2 separate regions of the Sus scrofa genome follow, and region 2 is linked to region 1. A link is a contact called in public targeted proximity ligation data. All regions are on one chromosome and are shown on one strand. The core of a region is the stretch at or near the end of the contact, and the rest is flanking DNA. Distances in the headings are between cores, read along the strand shown.

Evidence for each region.
Region 2: a targeted proximity ligation map of alveolar macrophages shows a contact between it and region 1. A contact is called at or near these places in 1 of 47 Hi-C or Micro-C datasets (retroperitoneal adipose tissue) and 1 of 2 datasets of targeted methods (alveolar macrophages).

What each region holds. Positions count from the first base shown.
Region 1 is chr5:60,535,260-60,540,116 of Sscrofa11.1, reverse strand. The region is part of intron 5 of ETV6 (transcription factor ETV6); the gene reads left to right. Among named protein-coding and RNA genes, the nearest start is that of BCL2L14, 180 kb to the right of the region's middle.
Region 2 is chr5:60,712,194-60,717,492 of Sscrofa11.1, reverse strand. All of the region lies in intron 1 of ETV6 (transcription factor ETV6), which reads left to right. Among named protein-coding and RNA genes, the nearest start is that of ETV6, 62 kb to the left of the region's middle.

The DNA.
Region 1 (4,857 bases), core at 242-2,741:
GGAGGCTTGAGGCAACTGGAAATCGCGGTTCGTTTCAGGCCAGGCTTTTCTGTCACACGGCAGCCCCTGGATGCAAATTCCCAGGCTGCCCCCACATCTGAGCCAACAGGCTCTTCCTGGGCTCCAGCTGGGGCCTGCTCTCAGCTGGAAGGCATGAGTGCTGATCCCAGCCCTTCCCAGCTCCACACCTCCTGCAAGCCAGAGGTGGAAAGGGTTAGCCGTGTTTGCAGCCATGGTCCTTCTGCCCCAGTGAAGCCAGGGAGCTTGGATCGGTACCCTCCGCCTGGGCTTCTCCCTCTCCCAGCGTGCCGCCGCTGTGCACAGATGGCTTCTGTTTTCCTCCACCCCAGCCAAGCACAAGCAATTGCCCATGGTAAACCCATCACCTCTGTGTATGAACACAGGGTTGGCTGCACTGGATTTATCAGCTTTCTGCTTCTAGATAATGGCTGATCTAGCATTGAGGAGGACAAAAAAATAGAAAAAAACTAAGCTGCAGATAGGCCTCCTGCATGTTGTAAAACCTGTGCTTCTATAAGCAGGGTTTCTCAAGCTTGATGCTCTTGAGATTTGGGCAAGTAATTTTTCTCTTTTTTTTTCCCCCTTTTTAGGGCTCCACTGCTTGCATATGGAGGTTCCCAGGCTAGGGGTTGAATCGGAGCTGTAGCTGCCAGCCTACACCACAGCCACAGCAATGCCAGATCTGAGCCACGTCTTTGACCTACACCACAGCTCAAGGTCCTTAACCCACTGATTGAGGCCAGGGATCGAACCTGCATCCTCATGGATGCTAGTCAGGTTCTTAACCTACTGAGCCACAGCAGGAACTCCAAATAATTCTTTATGCAGAGGTGGGGGGACAGGTGGTTCTTTTGTGCATTGTCAGATTTTTAAAGGCATCCTGGTCTCTGCCCGCTACATGCGCATAGCATCCCCCACCCCAGCTGTAACAATGCAAATTGTCTCCAAACATTGTTCAGGACCCCCGAGGAAGCAAGGCTGCCTCTATTTTAGAACCATTGCTATAAAGCAGAGAAGCAACTTTCTGTTTTTCATGTTACTTACCTGTTTTGTTGCTGAACCCAAAATCAGTGTATTTGTTTCTCACAATAAATTTCAAGCAATGAAACAGGAACACTAGGCCTCTCCTTGTTGGTGATTATATCCACAGAACTCTGGTTTTACAGACCTTCATTTAAAATTCCATTTGGGCAGTTAAAACAACATAAAATTACTTTCTTAGACACTTTCCCAAAATTTAAATTAACCACTGTCATAAAACATTCCCTTGTCAATAACTTGACTTGCCCGCTCAGATTTTTTAAACATCAGTTTTGTCTAGCATGGTGTTTTTGTTTTTTTTTTTTCCATTAGAAACCATGTTGGTTATATGTGAAATGCCCATCTTTTTACAGTCTCTCCACAACAAGCTTGTACAGTGAGTCTCTGGTAAGAGACAGGCGTGGGAGGGAAAATATTTCTCCCTGACCACAGGAAAGGATTTTTCACAATGGCTTTTAACTGTGGAAATCCAGGGTACCTCACCCAGCAGGAAAGAGCGAGAACTCTCTTTCTGCAACTGGAAAATAGCCTTTTACTTGAGCGAAAGCCTTTCTTAAACTTCCTCTTATGTCCACATCATGGACATTTGTTTAAAATTCCCATATTCCCTGATAGAGAAAGACTTTTAGTTTAGGAGAAATTTATCTAAAATTAATTAAGACTTTGGGATATAAATTTTTTTTCATATGCATGTTGAAATGTTTTGTCATGGGATAAACTTTTGCGTAGAGAGTTTGGTGCATGTTACTCTTTAGTATTAAGCAGTTTTATTGATGATCAAAGAGTATTTTATCTGTGTAGACATGATGGATTTTGACAAAGCTGAGAAATTATTGGTGGGCCATGGCACCAACCTCCAGAGGATCTAGGGAACTTAAAAGGATCTGCCTTTTATTTAAATACATCTTAAAAACAATAAGTCATATGGCTTGAACTTCGATTGTTTAAAAAAAAAAAAGGAAAAAAGTTGTATGGTCAGAGAGTTATTTTTAGCATCTGGCATAATTTTTAACTAAAGAAACAAAAAAAATCAATAGCGTTATAAAAGCCAGTTATGCTCTGAATTTGAAACAACTGCTTTATGCCACAAAATTCCTGTCGCTACCTCCGTGAACTGAGTAATGCGGTACATCTTGAATGTCAACATATTTTTATTTCTCAGCTAATGTTAGCTTTGCTGGGTTAGATGTCATTTAAAATGATCAACTGGCAGCTTGTGTGGGGTTACTTTCCCATTTATGAAAGGGAAACGTTTGCAAGATACAAGGTCCTTGCACCTCATACGTAGAATCTGTTCTCTAGTAAACCCCTGACCTTCCTTCACCAACCAAACACAGCTCATTTTCGGTCAATGGTTTACAAAGGTCTCGGTTTGATGTCTCTAAAGAACCAGCAGGGTAGTCCCGCCAGCGCTGGTTAAGCCTTCCTTGGAGAAATGGTCTGGTTTGCATTTCGCCATTTTATGAGAAATAGAATGTATGAGGCAGTAAAAGAGAAGCAACAGAAAACAATAAAAGTGAAAATCCTTATGCAGATGAGGATAGAACATTCCCTTTGACATTTTAGCTCCAAGAAGTCCTAGAGGTGAGGGGACTGCCAATAGATTGCTTACCTTCACATGGGCAAAATCCTTCCTGCAGTCACCCATCCCAGTACTAAGCAGGCCCAACCCTGCTTCGCTTCCAAGATCAGGCAAGATCCAGTGCCTGCAGGGTGGTGTGGCCATCGTCCTTTGGCCATAGACCACGAGTTCTTTCTATGCAACTGCAGAAGACAACCAGATAGGTTTATTATAATTAGGCTTATTATTATACTATTAAAATGAATACACACTCTCAAGAATCACATCCCAAATCCAGATGAATCCAAAAGGTGTCATCAGGAGTTCCCGTTGTGGCTCAGCAATAACGAACCCATCTAATATCCATGAGGATGCAGGTTCAATCTCTGGCATCCCTCAGTGGGTTAAGAATCCAGCATTGCCATGAGCTGTGGTGTAGGTTGCAGACAAGGCTCAGATCCCGTGTTGCTGCAACTGTAGTGCAGATTCCACCCCTAGGCCTGGGAACTTCCATATGCTGAGGGTGTGGCCTTAAAAAGAAAAATAAAGGGGGAGGGGGTGTCATCGAGCATCTTGATGGTAAAAATGATTTGTAACCCTGTCAGGAAACATGGAGAAGTTATTCACAAAGTCATTCACAAACTGCCTTTGCTCCTCCTAGTTGGCTGGTAGTTTGTGTGATAAGATTTGCTTTTGTCAGATGGTTTCCACTTGGAAGAGACTGCGGGAAATTAAAATGTATCTGCCATTTGATGGCAAGGCAAAAAACTGGACAATTAAACTGCAACCCACTTCTCTATTTTCCATCTGTAATAAAAACGATGTAAGACAAGGAGGCAGCAGAGAGGGCGAAAGACACTGCCTACTTCACTGCTTTGCCTAGAGTCATCCTCTTAGAAGCGCCTTATAAATGAGCTCAGTGATTCTCAGTCTGCAGTAGTGTGGCAGACTTCTCAAGGTACTTGCAGATGCTGTGCCTTGTCCCCTCTGCTGTCTTTTGCTCTTCAGCACCCCCTCTGGTGATCAAGAGCACAGCAGCAGGCTGGGGTGGTTATGCAAAGGGCAGGCCAGCTCCTGCTTCTGTGAGAGTGGGATTCAAACTCCAGGAGGACCAATCATCGTTTGAAGGAGACCACCACCACTGGTCTTTTTCTGAAACACAAGAAATCACATCCCATTCATTTTTCAACACAGATAATCAGGGGGGGAAAGGATACAGTAAGGGATCCTAAAGATTTATGGTCATTTTAAATTTAAGGCTAATTCCTTCAAAGATTAAGAAAATGCCAGTCCTGTCCACCGTTCAGAGAGAAAGCTGGATTTCTCATAGGACACACTAAACAGGGTTAAACTGTGCTCTGGCAAGTCCTAAGATTTTATAGATATACACCTCTTACCTAGCTTCTCTGAGACTAGAAAGCGCATCGTGACGTGTGACGCCAGCATCGTCACCCATGAGCTATGCCCTTTGAGCAAATGGCCAAACCCTCTAAGCCCCAGCTTCCTCATCCATAAAATAATTATAGCCACAGCTCCGGCCTCACCAGGTGGCAGAAGGGTCAGATGCAGTTGTGCTGGTGGGACACAGCACAGTGCCTGCAAATAGCACCCAATCAATGCCGTCAGTGTTTTCATTCGTTTCTCACATCATCCCTTTACAATAACCCCATAAAGACTAAGTGTGGGAGTTCCTCTTTGCTAAAGGAGGAAACAGACCCTCAGGAAGATTTGAGAAACTTGCCCCAGGTGACCTGCCTCAATTCCCCTTGTAAACAGGCACCAAAGGAGAGGGTGTTTCCTTCTCTGGGAGGTGAATGCAGTGACGCTAAGACAGTCCGAGTAGGGACTACACATTCCCTGCCCAGGTCGGCCGGCCTCACCCAACATAAGGAAGTCAGCACATTGCGGTGCCAGAGCCCCAGCATTCAAATCCCAGTGACTTCGGGCATTAAGGATTAGAAAGGATGCAGCACGTAGAGTGAGGCGTAGAAAGAATGCTTGTGGAGTTCCTGTAGTGGCTCAGCGGTAACCTAACTCACATCCATGAGGTTGCAGGTTCCATCCCTGGCCTTGCTCAATGGGCTAAGGACGCAGCGTTGCCATGAGCTCTGAGGTAGGTCACAGATGCAGCTCGGATCCCACGTTGCTGTGGCTGTGGCGTAGGCCGGCAGCTGTAGTTCTCTTTTGACCCCTAGCCTGGGAACTTCCACATGCCACAGGTGCAGCCCTAAAAA
Region 2 (5,299 bases), core at 2,528-5,027, 180 kb before region 1:
ACTTTAGCTTTTAGAGGCTAATGAATATTCATTCTTCCCATGAGTGAAATAGGGAATCAGAGCCACCTGGTTTTTCTCCCTATTGGGTGGAGAGGCCTTCTTATCCTCAAGGCTCCCTGGGTCTCACCTCCATGGGCACCGTTTTCTGATGACTTAAAGTTAAGAGCTGGGGAAGCAGCAGGGCCAACTGGATTGTCTTTTGAGGGCAGGACAGATGAGAGCATGTCTTCGGTGAACCGAGCTCAGAGGAGTTCTTCAATTGACAGGTGGTGAGGATGGGCAGCAGGGGGTGGGGGGGGGGTGCGTCCCTAGAAGGCCTGTTCCCTGCAGCCCAGCTGCCCTCAGGGCTGGACCATTCTGAGCCAGGGGTCTCGAGAACCACTGTGGCCCTGGCTGCATCTCTTTGCTTTCTGATGGGGCGCGTGTTTTACCTCTCGAATTCTATCAGTGGAATCGGGTGAAGTCTTGACCTCGTTGGACACGGGGGCCTGCACGTTGGTATCTCTTGTTTGGGGAACCCTTTGCGCTACCATGTCAGGTAGGCTGGACCGGCTCCTGTGTGTGTTTGCAAAGGAAGACAAACCTGTGTTTTGTAGAAAGGGCCTATTGTTCCCTGGTAATCGCTGGTGGCCAACTTCTCCGGGCTCCACTGGCTGCCTCTGCAGAGGGAGCCAGGGTCAGAATGCTAATCAGCGCCTTGCACATACAGCAGCGATCCAGCCTCAGGGACTGTCAGAAAGTAAACAAAAGTGTGCAGTTTTAGATTCCAGAAGAAGAGCGGGAGTGGAAAAGAGGCCAGAGTGGAAAAAAGAATGCATGGACGAGGAAAAGCAGAAATTCTCATTCCTGGCTTCTCGAAACAAAATCAAGAAACCCTCTGGTGGGCTGGCTCTCTCCCCAGGGGTGCCGTGGTGGGCAGCTCACCCCCTAGCACTGGTCTCCTGGGCTCCAAGCCTCGATATTGCCCTGGGTGAGCTGGACAGAGGCGTTTTGATTCCATGTATGCTGTGCATTTCCAACAGTCCCTTTCCTGCCCTCCCTTTATTCTCTCAAGTTCCAAACGGCAGGCTGGTGTTGGGAATCCTGCCGTCTTGAAGGAGCACTTTCTTCCAAATGGGAGAAACGAGGCGATTGTTGGAACCAGCGCGTAGGTCTTGGTGGTGGGTATGCATGATGGTCGCAGTTCGGCTTCACCCCTGACCGTGGATGTTCCTTCTCTGAGTGTGAGGAGAGAATTATTTTCCACTCCTGGACTGCCTTCTGGCCTCCTTCCTGTAGATGTATAGAGTCTAATCTGGACCTTTCTTTGATTCAGTGCCTGTGTTCGTAAACTCCGTGGCCATACATGGCAGGTGCACAAAATTGCATCTCCTAGAGGGCATCGTGGTGGAAACCGCATCGGCCGTGGAGTAAGGAGGGACCCGGTTCTAGTTCTCACCCTGCCAGTGACCTGACATGTCCCCTTACGGGGCCACAGTCGCCTGTTTCACAGATGAGGTTGAACTAGATTGGGGCTACGGGAATTTTCATCTCAGCCTTCTCTCCTAAATTATAGCCCATTAAGTGACCTTTGAGCAGGAGCTGTCTATAAGCTATTTGAAGTCTCTGCAGTCCTCGCTCAGCAGCTGTGTTTATGATTCTCCCTGCCTGATCCCCTAGAGTTTGGCGAGTAGAGAAATCATCTCCATCCAGCTCTGTGGTGAGCAGAGACCCAATCTGCACTCCTTCTCCAGAGTTTAGTCTTGGCTCCACTGGGAGAGAGAGCGCCCATCACCACACACAGCCTTGATCTTCTTTAACCGGAACTGGAATGAGCCAGACCTGGGGTTCATGAGACAAAGGGGGGACAGGCTGCGTTCAGGGTTGAGGAGTCCTGATGGGAAAAATTAACAGTGTGTGGACTTAGGGAATCGAAGACACGTAAAGCACACCTGCTGCTGGCTCTCTGGGGGAGGCTTGGTGCCTTCCTAGTACCGACTGGACTCGGAGGAAACTGGCCGAAAGACTGGACATTGGGAAGTTCCCCTCGTGGCGCAGTGGTCATGAACCACAGTATCCATGAGGTCACGGGTTCAATCCCTGGCCTCGCTTGGTGGGTTAAGGATCCAGCGTTGCTGCGAGCTGTGCTGTAGGTTGCAGACATGGCTTGGATCTGGTGTGGCTGTGGTTGTGGCCAGCAGCCACAGCTCCGATTCAACTCCTAGCCTGGGAACTTCCATGTGCCACAGGTGTGGCCCTAAAAAGACAAAAAAAAAAAAAAAAAAAAAAAGAGAGAGAGAGACTGGACATTGGCTTGGGAACTGGGCTAGAAGCGCCACAGTGCCACAGTATGTTTCGTAAGGACACTTGGGGCTGAGTGTCCCACGTGCCTGGGAAGTGTGCTCCCAGTCTGGGCATCTCAGCTGATCAGGGGTCCCCGCTCGCTGGTGTGCACTGCCGTCCACAAGCCTTGCTCTGTTATCCTTACTGACACAGGTACTATTTGTAGCAGACCACCAAGCGGGATGGGCATTGTTTCCTTGCAGGCACGTAAAAATCCCACACGTGCCCCTGCTCGCCTTCTGATCCCTCAAGCCGGTTACGGAGCTATTCATGCCTTCCGTGCAGCTGAAGCCCAGCGCCACCCAAGCAGTTCTGCTGTTCCGCTGGTTTATTTTTCTTACCCTTGCCCCCACCCACCTTGGTGTTCTGCCTTCGGTGTTTATTGAGTTACTCATTCAGCCAGACCTGTGGGGATAATGAAGAGATGTAAGAAACTGCCCCAGGACTTCGGGGACTTAAAACCCATTTGAGAAGAAAGGGCTAAGCACATGAAGGAGTCATCTAGCAACACGAGCCCTTGGACGGAGGAGATAAAAATGAGCCAAGAAGGGGATTTCTGTGCAGGAGTGGTCAGTAGGCTGGACTGAGTTGGCAGTCTCACTACATGGCCTAGACGCTTAGTCTCTCCCCTTATTATTATTATTTTTTAATTTTTTTGGCTCTTTCCACAGCTGTGGCATGCAGAAGTTCTCAGGCCAGGGATCGAATCCATGCCACAGCAGTGACCTGAGCCACAGCAGTGACAATTCCAGATCCTTAATTGCTAGACCACTAGGGAACTCCTTTATTTTATATAATATTCGATATATACACAAGAAGATATGCGTTACAAAGCATAGTGATAAAATGAATCTCGCTGTCTTCCCACCTGAGTTAGCCACCATCTTGAATTTGGTGGGTTTTATTCCTTTGCCACCTCTGTGTTTTGTTTTGTTTTGTTTTTTAACTTTTTCAAACATCTCCGTAGAACTCATGTGTTTTCATTGGCAGTCTCATAATTTTCTGTGAAACGGCACCTCTGGAGGCAACAAGGACTTACATTATGGTTAATTTTATGTGTCAACCTGGCTGAGATATTGGCCAAACATTATTCTGGATGTTTCTGTGAAGGTGTTTATGGATGAGATTAACATTTGAAATCATGGACTTGAGTAGAGCAGGTTGCCCTTCAGGATAGGGGTGGGCCTCTTCCAATCAGTTGAAGGCCTGACGAGCACAAAAGACTAACCTCTCCCCTCCTGGGAGGAAGGAATGCAGCAGCCAGCCTTTGGCCTTGAATTCTAGCCTCGGCTCCTGTCTGGGTCTCCAGCCCTCTTTGTAGATTTTGGACTCGTCAGCCTCTGAACCTATGACCCAGTGCCTCAGAAGAAGTCTCTTCCTGTGTCTCTACACACGTCACTGGCTTGGTTTCTCTGGAAAGCCCTGACAAAGACAGCACATCACATTTCACATGCCACCTAGGTAGCTGTACAGAATTGAGCAGTGTGCTCTTAGGTCAAGAGATCAGCAGTGTGTTAGTCACAGGCTGGGAAAGCGTGTGGCTAATTCTGGTCTAGGCTGTGGGAGAGAAACCTGGCTTTTCTGTAGAAACAAAGCTAACCGTCTCTTTGAGGAGTACTCCTTTCTCCCTTTTAGTCCTGTACCTCCTTTCGAGGTGCTCTGGCTTTTTCTGGTCACTCAGCTACTTTCTCCTCCGCACCTCCGTCCCCTTAGAGCCATCCTTCCCAGCGCATGTGCAGTCCTACCTGTGTGTTCCCATGCATTCCATGAGGAATCTTGTTCTGCTTGTCACCAGGAAAGACACCCGCCCAAGGGTGGGGGCTGTGGTCAGTCTGTATTTCTCATGTGTGTCCAGTGCCAGATTATCAGTCGAGGTGCCTCTCAACCTGTTGAGCCCACGTTATCCTCTCCCAACAGCAGCGCCAGGCGGTAGCTGCGGTCATCGTGCTGCTTGCCCTGCAGGGGGAAATGGCAAAGAAAGTTGTTGAAATGGGTTTGGATCCAGATAGTGTGGTCTCAGAGGTCCCGTTCTTCACCCTTTTTATTTATGGGTTGATGTTAACATTCTTTTAATTACAGTTGATTTACAGTGTTTTGTCAATTTCTGCTGTATAGCAAAGTGACCCCGTTATACATATATGTACATTCTTTTTCTCACATTATCTCCCGTCCTGTTCCATCACAAGTCCTCACACCTTTTAAACACATTGTAAACTGGGAAGTGCTCTGCAGATGTGATACGGCTGTGGTCAAAACATGCCCACTGCCTTGGAGCCCTGTGGTCTGCAGGCTGAGGGCTTGGGTGTGGGAAGAGCTGATCCAGGCTCATGAGGTCCTTGGGAGGAATGTATTTCTCTTCCTGGAAAAGCTCTGGTTCTTTAACAGGAGCCTTCCCGTGGCCTCAATTCCTGAGCCCCAAGGAAGAGGCCTTTAGGAAGGATGGTTAGGGGCGAGGAGGTTTTGAGCCTCCTCGAGGTCACACCAAGAAAGCCACTCCTACTTGGTGTTTGAACAGGTCCCGAGGGAGTACCTGTTGTGGCTCAGTGGTAATGAACCCGACTAGTATCCATGAGGACACAGGTTGGATCTCTGGCCTTGCTCAGTGGGTTAATGATGCTGCATGGCTGCAAGCTGCAGTGTAGGTCACAGACGAGGCTCAGATCCTGTGTTGCTATGACTGTGGTGTAGGCTGGCAGCTGTAGCTCTGATTCGACCCCTAGCCTGGGAACTTCCACGTGCCGTAGGTGCAACTCTAAAAAGGAAAAAAAAAAAAAAAAAAAAACATACCACCCCTCCTTTTTTCTGCATCTCTCCTGGTTCCCTCTCTGTTGTACTCTCTTGTTGACCCTGGGATGTAGAGATACTGTTTCTGGTCCCAGATTCCTTTTTCGAAGGAAAGAGAATGTTTGTGTACACCTCTGTTTTCTGCGGGAGATCCGTGCTGCTCCCTCTGCTTCCCAAACATTTCTCCTGAAAG